3 separate regions of the Mus musculus genome follow, and regions 1 and 2 are each linked to region 3. A link is a contact called in public HiChIP or PLAC-seq and Micro-C data. All regions are on one chromosome and are shown on one strand. Each heading gives the region's core, a stretch centred on a gene start, on an enhancer-like site or on the middle of the called end of the contact. The rest is flanking DNA. Distances are from core to core; before and after follow the strand shown.

The links. HiChIP or PLAC-seq counts read pairs in DNA pulled down with a chosen protein or histone mark. A called contact is a pair of places that touch in the nucleus more often than the background predicts.
Region 1: a contact with region 3 is called in a Micro-C map of brown adipocytes, with 3 times the contacts expected there. The contact joins two enhancer-like sites. A contact is called at or near these places in 2 of 15 datasets of contacts at CTCF or cohesin (the NIH/3T3 cell line and large pre-B cells), 6 of 484 Hi-C or Micro-C datasets (bone marrow-derived macrophages, brown adipocytes, cumulus cells and 2 more) and 7 of 115 datasets of contacts at active chromatin or transcription factors (embryonic fibroblasts, embryonic stem cells, fibro-adipogenic progenitors and 3 more).
Region 2: a contact with region 3 is called in a RAD21 HiChIP or PLAC-seq map of pro-B cells, with 4 times the contacts expected there. The contact joins two enhancer-like sites. A contact is called at or near these places in 3 of 15 datasets of contacts at CTCF or cohesin (large pre-B cells, pro-B cells and stem cell-derived epiblast-like cells), 7 of 484 Hi-C or Micro-C datasets (the C2C12 cell line, bone marrow-derived macrophages, brown adipocytes and 4 more), 7 of 115 datasets of contacts at active chromatin or transcription factors (bone marrow-derived macrophages, embryonic stem cells, fetal liver and 3 more) and 2 of 9 other capture datasets (bone marrow-derived macrophages and embryonic stem cells).

What each region holds. Positions count from the first base shown.
Region 1 is chr13:112,194,381-112,198,482 of GRCm38.p6, reverse strand. No RefSeq gene overlaps it. Among named protein-coding and RNA genes, the nearest start is that of Gm33849, 10 kb to the right of the region's middle. Within about 2 kb of position 2,127, at least 44 of the 459 cell types and tissues checked have an H3K27ac peak or open chromatin away from gene starts, as enhancers often do. A contact at or near this core is called in brown adipocytes, where this site is marked.
Region 2 is chr13:111,787,776-111,791,845 of GRCm38.p6, reverse strand. All of the region lies in intron 1 of Map3k1 (mitogen-activated protein kinase kinase kinase 1), which reads left to right. Among named protein-coding and RNA genes, the nearest start is that of Map3k1, 19 kb to the left of the region's middle. Within about 2 kb of position 2,140, at least 116 of the 459 cell types and tissues checked have an H3K27ac peak or open chromatin away from gene starts, as enhancers often do. A contact at or near this core is called in heart atrium and pro-B cells, where this site is marked.
Region 3 is chr13:112,023,417-112,027,650 of GRCm38.p6, reverse strand. All of the region lies in intron 2 of Gm15322 (a long non-coding RNA gene), which reads right to left. Among named protein-coding and RNA genes, the nearest start is that of Gm41061, 16 kb to the left of the region's middle. Within about 2 kb of position 2,185, at least 22 of the 459 cell types and tissues checked have an H3K27ac peak or open chromatin away from gene starts, as enhancers often do. A contact at or near this core is called in brown adipocytes, heart atrium and pro-B cells, where this site is marked.

The sequences.
Region 1 (4,102 bases), core at 878-3,377, 170 kb before region 3:
TGGTGGCCAGAGTGCTTTTATACCATGCAACAACTGTCTTCTTTAGCAGTAAAATTGCTTATTGAAAACAATTTGGATATGAAGAGATCACCATTATCTCCTCCTTAACCTTATCAGCCTGAGGAAAACATGCTTTTTCCTTATTTTTGAAGTTTCGCTACTAAAAGATCAAATGGACTTAAAAGCATTATTTATATACAAGGAGAAGGAAGTTCCCAACATGTTACATGAATCCAGTTCAGCTAATAGCTGTAAATAAATGGTCCCCAAATCCCAGAGGATTTCTGTCTCTCACTGGAGCACAATTGGAGGCTCTGTGGGTGTGAGCTGGGGGGGATTCTCCTCCAAATCCTTACAGCGTCTGATCCCTGGGCTGGCAGAGAAGAGGTATGTGGGGGAAATGGAGGAGGAGCCTGGCTATGGAGTCTATGGCTTCTCTCTGTAGTCTAACTGCAAGTTAGCCTGAGAAATAGCATCCAGCTGTCTGTTCAACGAGAAGAGGAAATAAGTAGGAAGAACTAGGCTCTGATGTATAATTTACCCGAAAGGTCACGTTAGCAGCAGGCAAGCTGCATGCTACCCCACGTGGGTTTCCTTTAGGTCTATACTGACTGCTTTGAAAATTCAAATTAGTCCAAACTTTTGAATACCGAATCATTTCGCTACCAAAGAAGGAGATCTACTATTTTTGGTTTCTCTCAAAGATTCTCAAAGATCCAGAATTCTCAGATATTTTCTGCTTCTGGCTTCAAATGGTCCAAACCGAGTCGGGGCTGCCCCCTGAGCTTATGCACGGTCTCCAGTTGGCCTGGCAGCCTGGTGCACTCCAGATCGACCTGATCCTCCAAGATGTCAAATCCACAGTGGGAAAAACAGAGTGAACAAGGAAAGGACATTCAGAAATAGATCCACTGGGAGTAAGCAGAGTTCAAGCCTGGGCTTTTCAGGCCATCCAATGAATGACTCCTGACTGAGGGGAAGTCTCTGCAGGCAGAGGCTCAGGGCAACACAGACTGAGAAATCTGATGATCCCCCCACCCTTCAGTCTTTGAATAAACAGCAACAAAACCAAACAAACTAGACAGATTCCAACAGAGCAGTAACAACAATAAAGGAACAGAGATTTAGCTGTTGGACATACAAACCCAAACCTGCTAGCTGGCTTGAACTAGGAGGCAGGATCATAGCGGGCATCTTTGAAGCGTGTGTCCATCCTTCTGGATTGACTAGCCTGCTGTGAAGGTAGACTTGGAAGTTAAAACTGATAAAATGTAGACGAGAAGCTTACAAACTGATTGCAGAAAATTCTTTTAGAAGGGGTACATGGCAGCCCTAGGAGGGGCCAACGAATCTCATTCTCCCAGACTCCCCCAAGTTCTGAAAATTCCTAAGCCAGCTTTGTTTCCGCAGCCCGCTGACAGCAGGTGGCGCAGGACCCGCCCACCCCTGCTGGTTTTGGTCCCACGGGGGAAAAACCGTGGCCAGAGATCCAAAAAAGCAAGGCGACTCCTTTTTCCTGCCTGGGTCATTTCCATGAGTCATGCACGCACTTTAATCTAGTCCTAACTATGGGAGAGGAACATCAAAACGACTGTCTGATCTTTTTATCAGTATCTAGTGGAAAACAAAAATCCCCTTTCATAGGATCCTCACAGGACGTGTTTATTTGCCCTTTTCATCTCGTTGCCGGCTCTTCCTTCCCAGAATCAGTACGGAGGAAGAAAAAGGAGCCTCTGCGAAAGGCAAAGAAAGGGTTTGATGGCTCAGGTCGGGCAGAGATGTCAGCCTGGAAGGAACAAGTCTCCTTAGAGTAACTTAAGAATTCTTCTCGCTGAATGCTTTCCAGCTGTTTGTAGGAGTGTGCGGGTCGGATCTCTTTGGCTGGAAAAGCGGAGGACCTGTTGGATGATTCTAATCTTAGACTTTTGGTGTCAGGTGGATGGATCTGGAGTTGAATCCTGAATGTAACACTGGTGAGCCGAGTGACTTTAGGCAATGTCTTTGAGTAAGTTTAAATTTAGCGTTTAGATCCATAAAATGACCACTAAAATAACAGTATTGATACAGTGCCCACATACCTGTCAACGATTAAGCTTCTAATCTCTGCCTGACATTGATTTATGGATTTTGGGTGTAATGTTTGATTTAACCACCACAGCAATCTCAGACTTGAGTACCATGACCAGGCCCATTTTACAGATTGGGAACCTGATACACAGAGTTAGAAGAATGTGTTCAGTGTCTTGAGGTTAGAAGGCAGCGTAGTACCCTCCTCCAGTGGTTAGGGAGTCTTTAAATATGCTAGAAGATTAGTTCCCAGTAAATGAACAGCGTATAATATATTTTAAAATAAAAGAGAAACAGGAAAGAGTTCCCCTTCCAACTGCTCCAAGCACTAATCACGTCTGTTTCAACCAAATGAATGATTCTGTCGTTACCCTTTATGTGAGAGCAATTCATAGTATGTCTTACGTTTTAGCCCAAGTTACCCAAAATCATGGAGAATCTTCCTATAAAGGCTGCAGGCATCACCAGACTCTGGGCCAGGAAACGTTATATTCAAGAATCTGCTCTGTTCATCTTTTGAGCCTAAAGGGGCTCTAGCGGACCCACGCATCACAAACGTGGCCTTGCACTTCCCCCTCCCCATCTCCTTTTCCTTGCTAAAATCTCTTAGATTACATTCCTAAAGCTAGCCACCAAAGTCACTTTCCTCATTTGGGCACTGTCTCCTCCTGAGGCTGACTACCAATGTCCAGCTAGCATAGTACTGAAGTCTGGCATTCAAAAGCCTCTTTTTGGTTGCTGTGATTAACATGTCCAATCAAAATTAAACACATCATCCTATGCCGCCATATGCCTACGGGCCAGATCTGTCTCCTCTCTATCCAGAGAAAGTCCTTTGTCCTTTGGGGACAAATATCCCTCCCCCACCCCCTTGGTCCTTTCCCCTTCTCTCTCATCCTCTATCTCCTGTCTTTGTCTCTGATTCTCTGACCTTTGTTCCTTTTCAGTAAATACAGCTTCTTCGCGCTGAGAACTTTGTCTTGGGCCGGAACCTGTCCTTTCACAACTGACTAAACCAAGGCCATCAAGCTACTGAAAACCTACTGTCTATGAATGAGCAATAAATGTAGGAGTGTGCTTTAGAGCAGAATATAATCTCTTCCCTCAATGTGTGCTTCACAGACATGTGTATCATGCATACATGTGCTTGTATATACACACACACACATACACCCCTACTTGGGCATTCAAGACCACACTTTGGAAGTGATCCAGCTTAAGCTGGATCTTCCTGTGAGACTGTTTGGGACCACGGTCAACTAACACAACAGAAAGTAGGTTTTCACTGTTCTGGAGTCCGGAGGCCAAGGTCAGTTTTTTCTGACACTTCTCTTCATGGATTGGCACCAGTTCGATGCCTCATGGCCTTTTCTCGGTATATGCCTGCAGAGTCTGATCTTTTCTTCTCTCTCCTCGTCCTTCTCCTCACTTTTCTCCTCTTCCCTTTCTCCAGAGCTTCTGGATTAGAACCACATTCCTGCCGACATCTGTAACACCCACTGCTCCTTAAAGCTCTCCACAGCCTTCTCACCAGGGATTACGGCCTTAACATGGGAATCCGAGGAAGACAATTCAGCCCATAAAGACTGGCTGAGGTCGGGGCCCGTGCATTTCACAAAGCTGTTCTCAAATTATTCTCATTTTCCATGGACGGAGGTCATCTGGTCACCAGCAATTATGAAAGGCTATGAATGGGGCCTTTCTAGTACACAGCCCTTGAACACAGGTTACACAGAGCAGAGCAGACCCAGTCAGTTGCGGGTTTTTTGTTTTTTTTTTTTTTAGCAGAGTAAAAGAATTCTTGGACTATGGGGTGGTAGTCTCCCTGAGATTAGGTCTTGGTGGCTACGGTAATCCTAACACTAAAGGACACATGAGAACACAGGTAAACAAAGAGCTATGAACTGGAAAGGGCCAAGCTGCAGAAGGAATGCATGTTTTCAAATGATTCGCATCCTCTCCTGTGTATCGCTCATGTGAATGAAGCTTGCCTGTCCTGACTAACCATGGGCAGGTTTTCCTACAGCCTCAGAAA
Region 2 (4,070 bases), core at 891-3,390, 240 kb after region 3:
GGCAACACCTAGTGTGTGATCTCTGAGTACTCCAGAAATGAGTAGAGCATACCAAAGTCTCAGTAATTGTTTAGACAAAACAGTATGAGACATACAGAAACACTTTCTGTAGCTTTCTCTCTTGCCCATGGGTAGCTTTCTCGGATGGACAGTGTAAAAACGTATCTATAAGATAGGGGAGTTTTATTTGATTGTTCTGTTTTGGGACAGAACACCGGTAAATAGTCCCGGCTTGTCCCCTCCCTCTCCTGGGCCTACAGTACAAGCCTGCCCAATCACCCAGTTTACTCCTTTGGCTTTTGTCTTGGTTTCTCTTGTGGTGCTGGGTAAGCAAGTATCACACCACTGAGCTATATACCCCAGCTCCAAAGTGCAGTCGGGAATAATGAACAGAACGGACCAAGTCTTGTGGCTTGGTTTAATTCATTTGTGTCTTTTAGTCACGTGCTTTTTTTTACCTACACCTTGGCTGTGTATCTTTGCCTGTCCCGCAAGTCTTGGGATAAACTTGGAAGCTGCGGAACTCAAAGCGCCGCTACTGCAGTAAAGAGAAGCCTGTGTGCTTAAGGACAAAAGACGGGACTGGGAGACAAAGCCGCTGGTGCAGCCACCTGAGTGTCTGCCTTGTTTTCTCTTAATTTACAGAGGCTTTTCCAGAATGGTGCTGGAAAACCGTATATCCACACTCAGACTGAAACTAGGCCTTTCACCTTGTACCAAACCACTCCAGAGTGAATCAGAGGCCTTAACGTGGACCTAATTGCTTTAAGATATAACGTAGACAAGACTTCCTGAATGGTCTGCAGTGGCTCAGAAGATAACTACAAGAATTAGAAAAGCTCCCACAACATGTTTCCCCCGCTGCTCATTGACAGAGTGAATACCTAGTATATATAAAGAACTAAGACTCATAAAAATAACCCGGTCAATAGTTACACAAATGAGTAGGCGGCTCTCAAAAGAAATACAAATGACCAGCAGGTGAACATGCTGAACATGGAAAAATGTCAGTATCCATAACCATTGGAGAAGTGCAAACCAAAACTCCACGGAGCTGGGTATGGTAGTGTATGGGTGTGACCCCAGCAGAGGGGAGTATAGGAGGAGGAAGGTTAGGTCATCCTCACTTACATAGTGAGTTCAAGACCAGCCTTAGCTACGTAAGACGACACTGTCTTAAAAACCCAAAAGGAAAGGCTGTTTTGAGATTCCTGCCTCTGGGAAACCAGCACCTGCAGCTGAGTTGGGGGCTGTGGCCTGCCGGTAGGAATGTTAACTAGTTTAACCACTGTGGAAGCCAGCGTGGAGGTTCCTTAGACAAACACAAGCAGAATTCCTGTGTGATCCAGCTGTCCCACCCCCAGCAGATTCCTAAAGAGTCTTAAGTCAGAATACAGCAGAGTTATCTACACTCTCTGCAAGGTAGACAGCCAGTTTAGGCGCCCATCCGTGGATGACGAGGTAAAGAAAGCGTGCTGTCAGCATACGCAAGGCAATTCTATTCGGACACAGAAAAACGGAGCCATGCTGTCTGCAGGAAAATGCACAGATGTTAAAGTAAGCAGGACTCAGATAAATACGGCATATTTTCTCTCTTCTGTGGAATTGTGTGTGTGTGTGTGTGTGTGTGTGTGTGTGTGTGTGTGTGAGTGACATACACACACGGGCCCCAAAGTAGAAAGAGGACTATTTGATAGGAAGGGGGCCAGTGGGATGAGGTATCGGGAGGGTAGTGGTGGACATCAGAGTATATTACACACATGTATGAAATGTCATAAGAAAGCCCACCACCCATACAGTTACTATGTGCAGACAGCATTGCTTGCTTCCTGCCAGCTCTATCTTACCCTGTGTCTGGGTTCGCAGTTCCTGCACTTGCCATCCCTGGACACCACCCCCCTGACTGCCTTAGTTCTCCACTGCCTCCCAGGTTGCTTGGCTGAGACGGCACAGCTGTCCGCCTCCCCGACACAGACTCTTGGATCTTCCTCGGGGCTGTGTTTTGTCACTAACTTCAGGAAAATCAAATTAACTAGATCACATGGGCAAGTTTCAAGCAATGGGAAAGCCCCCTGACTAAGGACAAATGATCTGGACTCAGGGTGGTTTCTTGCTAATCCTGCCTTGGTGTTTTCCTGGGGCCAAATTCTGTCTCTTTAAACCTCTTGCCTAGCATCTGACCTCCCTTCTCCATGCAGCGCCCCTCAGGGCACAGCAGATGTTTCTACCAGAGAAGGATCTTTTTGGTTCGGAGGCTCCTACAGGAAGGAAGGGCATTTTTTTTTCCTTCACAAGCATCTGCAAATACCAGGGGCATCCGTTAGCACTGCTTGTAAACTGAAAGCTGAGTAAGACAAATCTTGCCCTCAGGTAGACCCAGTCCGAGGAGGACAGTCCACCCTACTCAGCATGTACTTGCCTAGTCCATCCCTTGTGCCAACCTTTCTAGTAAGACAGTGATAGTAGACTTGAAACCCACTTCTGTCTTCATTCCCAGTCTGGTGGTAGGGACAGACAGACGAGTGAGGAGCTGTGTGCTGAGGAGGCTGGAGGAAGGTTCTCTGCACTGTTACAGGGGCTGTAGCCTGAGGGGAGCTCAGTTAGTGTCTAGGGCAGTATGGGGTGACTGACCATAGGGCCTTGGAAATGTGAGCCCATAGGCTGATAAAAGGGGTGGGGCTGAGGGGGTCTAGATGGGCCGCTCATCAGTTAAGAGCACTGTTGATTCACTCCGGTCCCAGTTAACTGTAACTCCAGTACCCTCTTCTGACCTCCTCCGGTACTTAAGCACACTCCGGATGCGCCTATGGACATGCAGGCAAAACACTCTCCCTTCAAAGGAATAATTCCAATTAAAAAAAAAAGTCCGCCGTGCCCCAGGGAGCACTGCATGAAGGGAGCACGGGCACCAGTCCTGGGGGGACACACCTCGGGAGAGCATGGTAGGGTTAGCTTTTGTTCTCCCTTCCCTCGTGCTAGGAAAACTCAGGTTCTATCAGAACACTGCCAAGTGGTTTTCATGTTTCAGTTTGAAAGTCTTGAGGCTTAGAACTGTGTCGTCCGTTATCAGCCTGACTGAGAGTTAAGTGAGATTGCTGTTCCTGACAGAGAGCATTGGCTGACCCGCGTGCTCACGAAGGAGTCGCTGTTGGTTTAGTGGGAATAATAGTTTCTGTCACACTCTCGCCCAGTACACGGTTGTTGTTAAAACTGGAAAGTGGTTCCGACGGGAGGTTTAGAAGCACGCACCCGACAGTCATGAGTCAAGCCCTGCCAGCGTAAAGCCATAGAAGTGTGATCCTGCTGAGTCATCAAAAGTGAAAAGACACTGGCACTTAGGACGGCTTCAGGGTGCCCCTGAGGTGAGGAAGGCATACTTAGGAAGACCTTGACTCCAGCTATATTTGGGGCAGGATGTCAGAGTGAGTGCTGCTTCTGTTCGAAGTGATTTGTGGGCAGGCTACCTTTGCTATTAATAATCGTCTAAATTACATTTTTAAGGAAAGAGCGCCCCCTACCGAGCAAAGCGTCGTTTTTCCTGATCCCCTTCCCTTCCTGTGACCTTCGGGTTTTCCAGACAAGGCAGTCAGCTCTAGTTGGTTCATCTTGCAGTAAAGGGGCAGCCGGCAGCCAGGATGCTCCTAACACCATCTAAACAGCACTTTGCACGTTTCAGTGTCCCAACCAACTGGCTCGTCTCATGATGGACACATTGGCAGAGAAGAAGAGAACTATTCTAAAGAGTGACTAGGGAGAGTGACATATGGCATGTGGCTGGGGCCATGATCTACTGGGAGCTGCACTCTCAGGGGTGGGGCTGCTACTGAGATGATCCTGTTACTGAGATGATCCTGTCACTGCAGGGATTCCTGGGATCCACCTGCAAATCCAGACCTACGGAGGAGTGCGATCCACCTGGGCCTTTTCAGTCTCAGGGTTTTAATAATAAATAGTGTGCTCTCTGCTGAGAAGCTGAGACATGGACGCTTAGCAAACATGCCAGCGTCTTAGCTAAGGAATGCTATTTCATAATTTTGTAGTCATGATTTTTAGAGGGTTGATACACTTTT
Region 3 (4,234 bases), core at 936-3,435:
CAGAGTTCACTCAGATTGACTGAGGCCCAGGATGGAGGAAGCCTAGCAGAAGGCCTGGCTGGGAACAATTGTCAACTCTGCTGGGTATTATCGTTAAAAGGTGTTGCTTTAGGGTTTGGGAAGGAAGATGAGAAAGGAGGTGGATTTAGAGATTCATGGGTGTTTGCATGGTTATGACTTCTAATAACTACATGGCTAAGACAGATGTACGTAGACCAAGACCCTAGGGGCTGGGGTGGAGCTGTGTCTTCATTGCAAAGTAAAACGTATCTTGATACAGAAAACAAGGGGCTTGGATTATATGCCAGCCAGCTAGGTAATCTCAACTAGCTATGTGACTTTGGTACTATTTTTTGACTCTTTGAACTTCAGAGTTTTTTTTTATATTCATCAACTCTATTCCAAAGAACTTCTTAAGGGAATGAATGAGCTCTAAATTTGTACCTGAAGCTACTGAGTACTGAAGTGGGGTAAGACCCACCAAAGAGATCCACTTTTATCATCGTTTTCTTTAATTTTAGTGAGAGTTAGATACACCCAGCAACATGTGGTCCTTGAAAACCACTTTGGACAACTCAGATATAATATTGTGGAAGATGTTTTATGACCTATTATACAATACACAAAGTTTCGATGAGCTAAGATGTAGAGATTGTGCATTTTAAGAGCTTACTCAATCACCGGGGTCTACACACTTTGCAAAGTACCTACACACAAATATATATGGAGCACTAAGAAGAACATGGATCCTGAGAGAAATAAGAGGTGCTCCTGCCTAGAATTGGGGGGAGTGTAATAACACCCCCAGGGGTGACTTCCAAACCCCCCAAAGAGGAAGGATTGGAAGACCTCACCTTCTAAACGCCAAGACCTAGTCATTGGCAATTCCTAACTGCTTGTTCTAGAATACATAATTTCGTCCTCAGCACCTACGTCTTCACTGTACAGACTATTGTTCTTGATCAGTAGTTGGAGAAAGGGAGGCACAGAGATATGCTGAGTGGCCTCTTCTCAGGCCATCCAAATGAACGAGCCCAAACGTGGACTTGGACCACTTGTTCTAGAGTCTTAGTGTGTGAAAAAGAAAACACACACCGCCGTCACGAGTAGCAACACAGGGTAGAGTAGTGCTCGGATCAAAATGGTTTGTTTTGACTAGTTTCCACACAGTAAACATACCCCTATTATTTTCAAGATGCTATAAGCTTCCCAGAATCCCCTACCCCTTTGTAATTATCTGAGGATAGATACTATATTGAGTTCTGAAACTATAAATCACAAATTCGTTAACCACCATCATGTATGTAGATCAAGCACATGAATAAGAACAACAGCCATTTGGTGGCCTCAGGTCCATCAGTTATGAAAGTGGGCACCTCATAGATAGGAAAGGCATCCATCCATTCAGCACACATTAGCCAAGTGCCTTCTGTAGGACCGCCAATGCATTGTGTAGTTGGAATTCAACATTCATCAAAACAGACTAAGCACCTCCACTCTCCAACTCAGTCCTTCATCTGAGACACCAGTCAGCTAGTGTCTTAGAAAATGAAGGAAGATTATGTAGTGTTCTCCATGGTGACCAGCAGACATCCTTCAGTGTGGTACCAAGGGTTGTGCTGTCATCCCAGTGATGAATTACCCTGCACCTAGTCCCTAGAACTTTAGTGGGATCCTTTTGGAGTCTTGTGGAGTTTTGGAAGAGTGACAATTAGAGCTCATTGCATGCTTTTGCACTAAAAATAGCCCCATAAACAATTTCTAAATATGTCTTTACAAGCAATAACTTCAGAAAAGCCCACAGGCTTTAATGTAACCGGGGAAATTACAACAGGAGAAAGGCGATGTGGGACTGTTGCATGATTGGAAGGGGAAAGATCACCAGGGAATTCCACCCCAGCTGAGGAATGACTGCTCTCTGCTGACAAATAACCAGGCCAAGTCGCACTAACATTTTCCAGCCAGAGAAAGAAACTGGTGCAAGACGATGAAGAGTCCAGCGGTATTTTCAAACACCCTGGAGCTTACAAAAGCAGAGGGAAGAATGACAGTAAGGAGTGAGCTGTTTCCAGGAGAGATGGTTCCGGTAGTAGATCAATGGCTTAGTGGGGGTTGGAGAAGGACGTCGTGTCACGCCCTAAGAGCACCCACATCTTCCTCTACTCAGAATTCACTTGCTCTCCCCTGTGGGGTACAAATGACTAAATGACCCCTGGGAATTGTGCAAACCCACCGACACACCACGGGGTCAGCGGCTTAGGCATTTGGACTTTCTCAATGCTGAGAACAGAGCCCGGGAGCCTTGCAGGAACTGGGCCATGACTGTGTTTTTTTCTCATGCAAGTCTGGTTCTCACACTAGCTGGAGCTTGTGCATCTACTGTACAGTGAAGACACACTGTGAGAACCGCAAGTTGCTTCTCGGGGGAGGAGAAAGGATGCATTATCTCCTGTTGCCTAACCCCATGCTACCCAACCAGTCTCACCCATCCTGAGGCAAATCCACACGGTTGATGGAGCCTGACTAACTCTGAGCACCCTGGGCTAGTCACTATAAACAACTCGAGGGTGAGCTATAAACAAAACTGACCACACAGAGCTGGCAAGGGATGTACAAAGCATTTATGCAAAAATACCAGTCCTGAACAATGGGCAGGCTCCTGGGAGTTTTGCTACCACTGGGGAACAGCCACGCCTCATGAAGGGCCATGTATGGCTCAGGAAATGCTGACAGCATTAAAATGTGATCAAGAAGATATGGGCTGGACAGCTACATCTACCTTGCTGCCAGTCTCTATTTATCTTGACATCCTTCTGAACTGAGGGGGCACAGGCACTCCCTTCTCACTCAGGCTGTGGGCCCTAACTGACAAGATAACACACAGCCGCTTTCTTCAAGGGTTCTGTTCTTTTATTCAATTCTTTTACTCAGAGACTGTTTAGTGAGCATCTGCTATATGTCGGAAACTCTCCTAGATGCTGTGTTCATGGCAGTGTGCAAGAATAGGTAGATAGATAGATAGATAGATAGATAGATAGATAGATAGATAGATAGATAGATATAGAAGTTGTCTTCTGACGAGGGAGAAAGACAAAAGACAAGTAAACAAATATATAATTTAATATCAGGCAGTGATAGGCAGCATGCAAAAAAATTAAAGAAACCCAAAGAAGGATGGAAAGTCTGTGGGCTGGGATAAAGTCCTGTCTGTAGGCCCATACGTCAGTCCCATGGTGATGGAAAGACCTGACCAATCCTAGGTCAGGCTCAGGGGAATTACAAGGCCTTCCCATAGTCTAAGTATGAGTGTTGACAACGTGTATAGAAAGTACCGGCTACATATTCCTAGTCCCAGATGCCTGCTGCCTGATCCTGTTCCCTTCCAGGGAACTCTGACTGACTAAGCCCCTCCCCGGTTGTACTGCACATAATACATTCTCTGAATGCATGGGCTGCAGCTGATGTCTTCACCCACATGCACCGTCCACTGGATCTGATTTTTAAAGTTTGTTTGTTTGTTTGTTTGTTTGCCATCTCTTCAATCCCTGAGTCACATCAAGTTCAAAGTCACACAGATCATGAAGGCACGAAGACTCAACGATTGCCCCGTGTTAACAGCAGCAACAGGAAGGCCAGGAAGGCTGACCTGGTTTCTCTAGTTAGGATGAAGAAAGATACACAGGCTCATCCAATGTGTGCCCTGATGGGCTGCAGATCTCTCTGAGATGTGAAGCCCGTGTCTCCTCCCCTCCCCGCCCCCACTTCCAGGGCTGCTCTCCCTGGATGTACCCGAGGCTCCTGTCACCATGAATCACCCATCTTCAACAGCGTTATTTCTTCACTACGGGAAGGTGCTGATTCTTCTACATAAAGTGACAGTCTCGATGTTGGACGCCTGAGGAGACACTCGTCATCCTCAGGAGTAGACGACTCAAATAGTGTCTCCTCTGCACGGGATCGAGAGCGCTGTCACACATCACACTGTTCTGATGTCTAGACGGGAGGTGGTAAACAAGAATAAATAATCCAGACCTGCTCATCTTGCTTGGTGGGGTTGGATAGATACCACACCCCTTTGGTAGTAGAGGTAAGTCAACTCCAGAGGGAGCATGCATACCCTGGGTGCCTTTCTTTTGGGAGTACGCAACCTCTGGGAAAGGAAGAAGCAAAGCAGAGTGGGAAAGAAAATCCCAGGAGCTGAGGGGGAGGGGCAGACATGCCTCATAGTCTGATC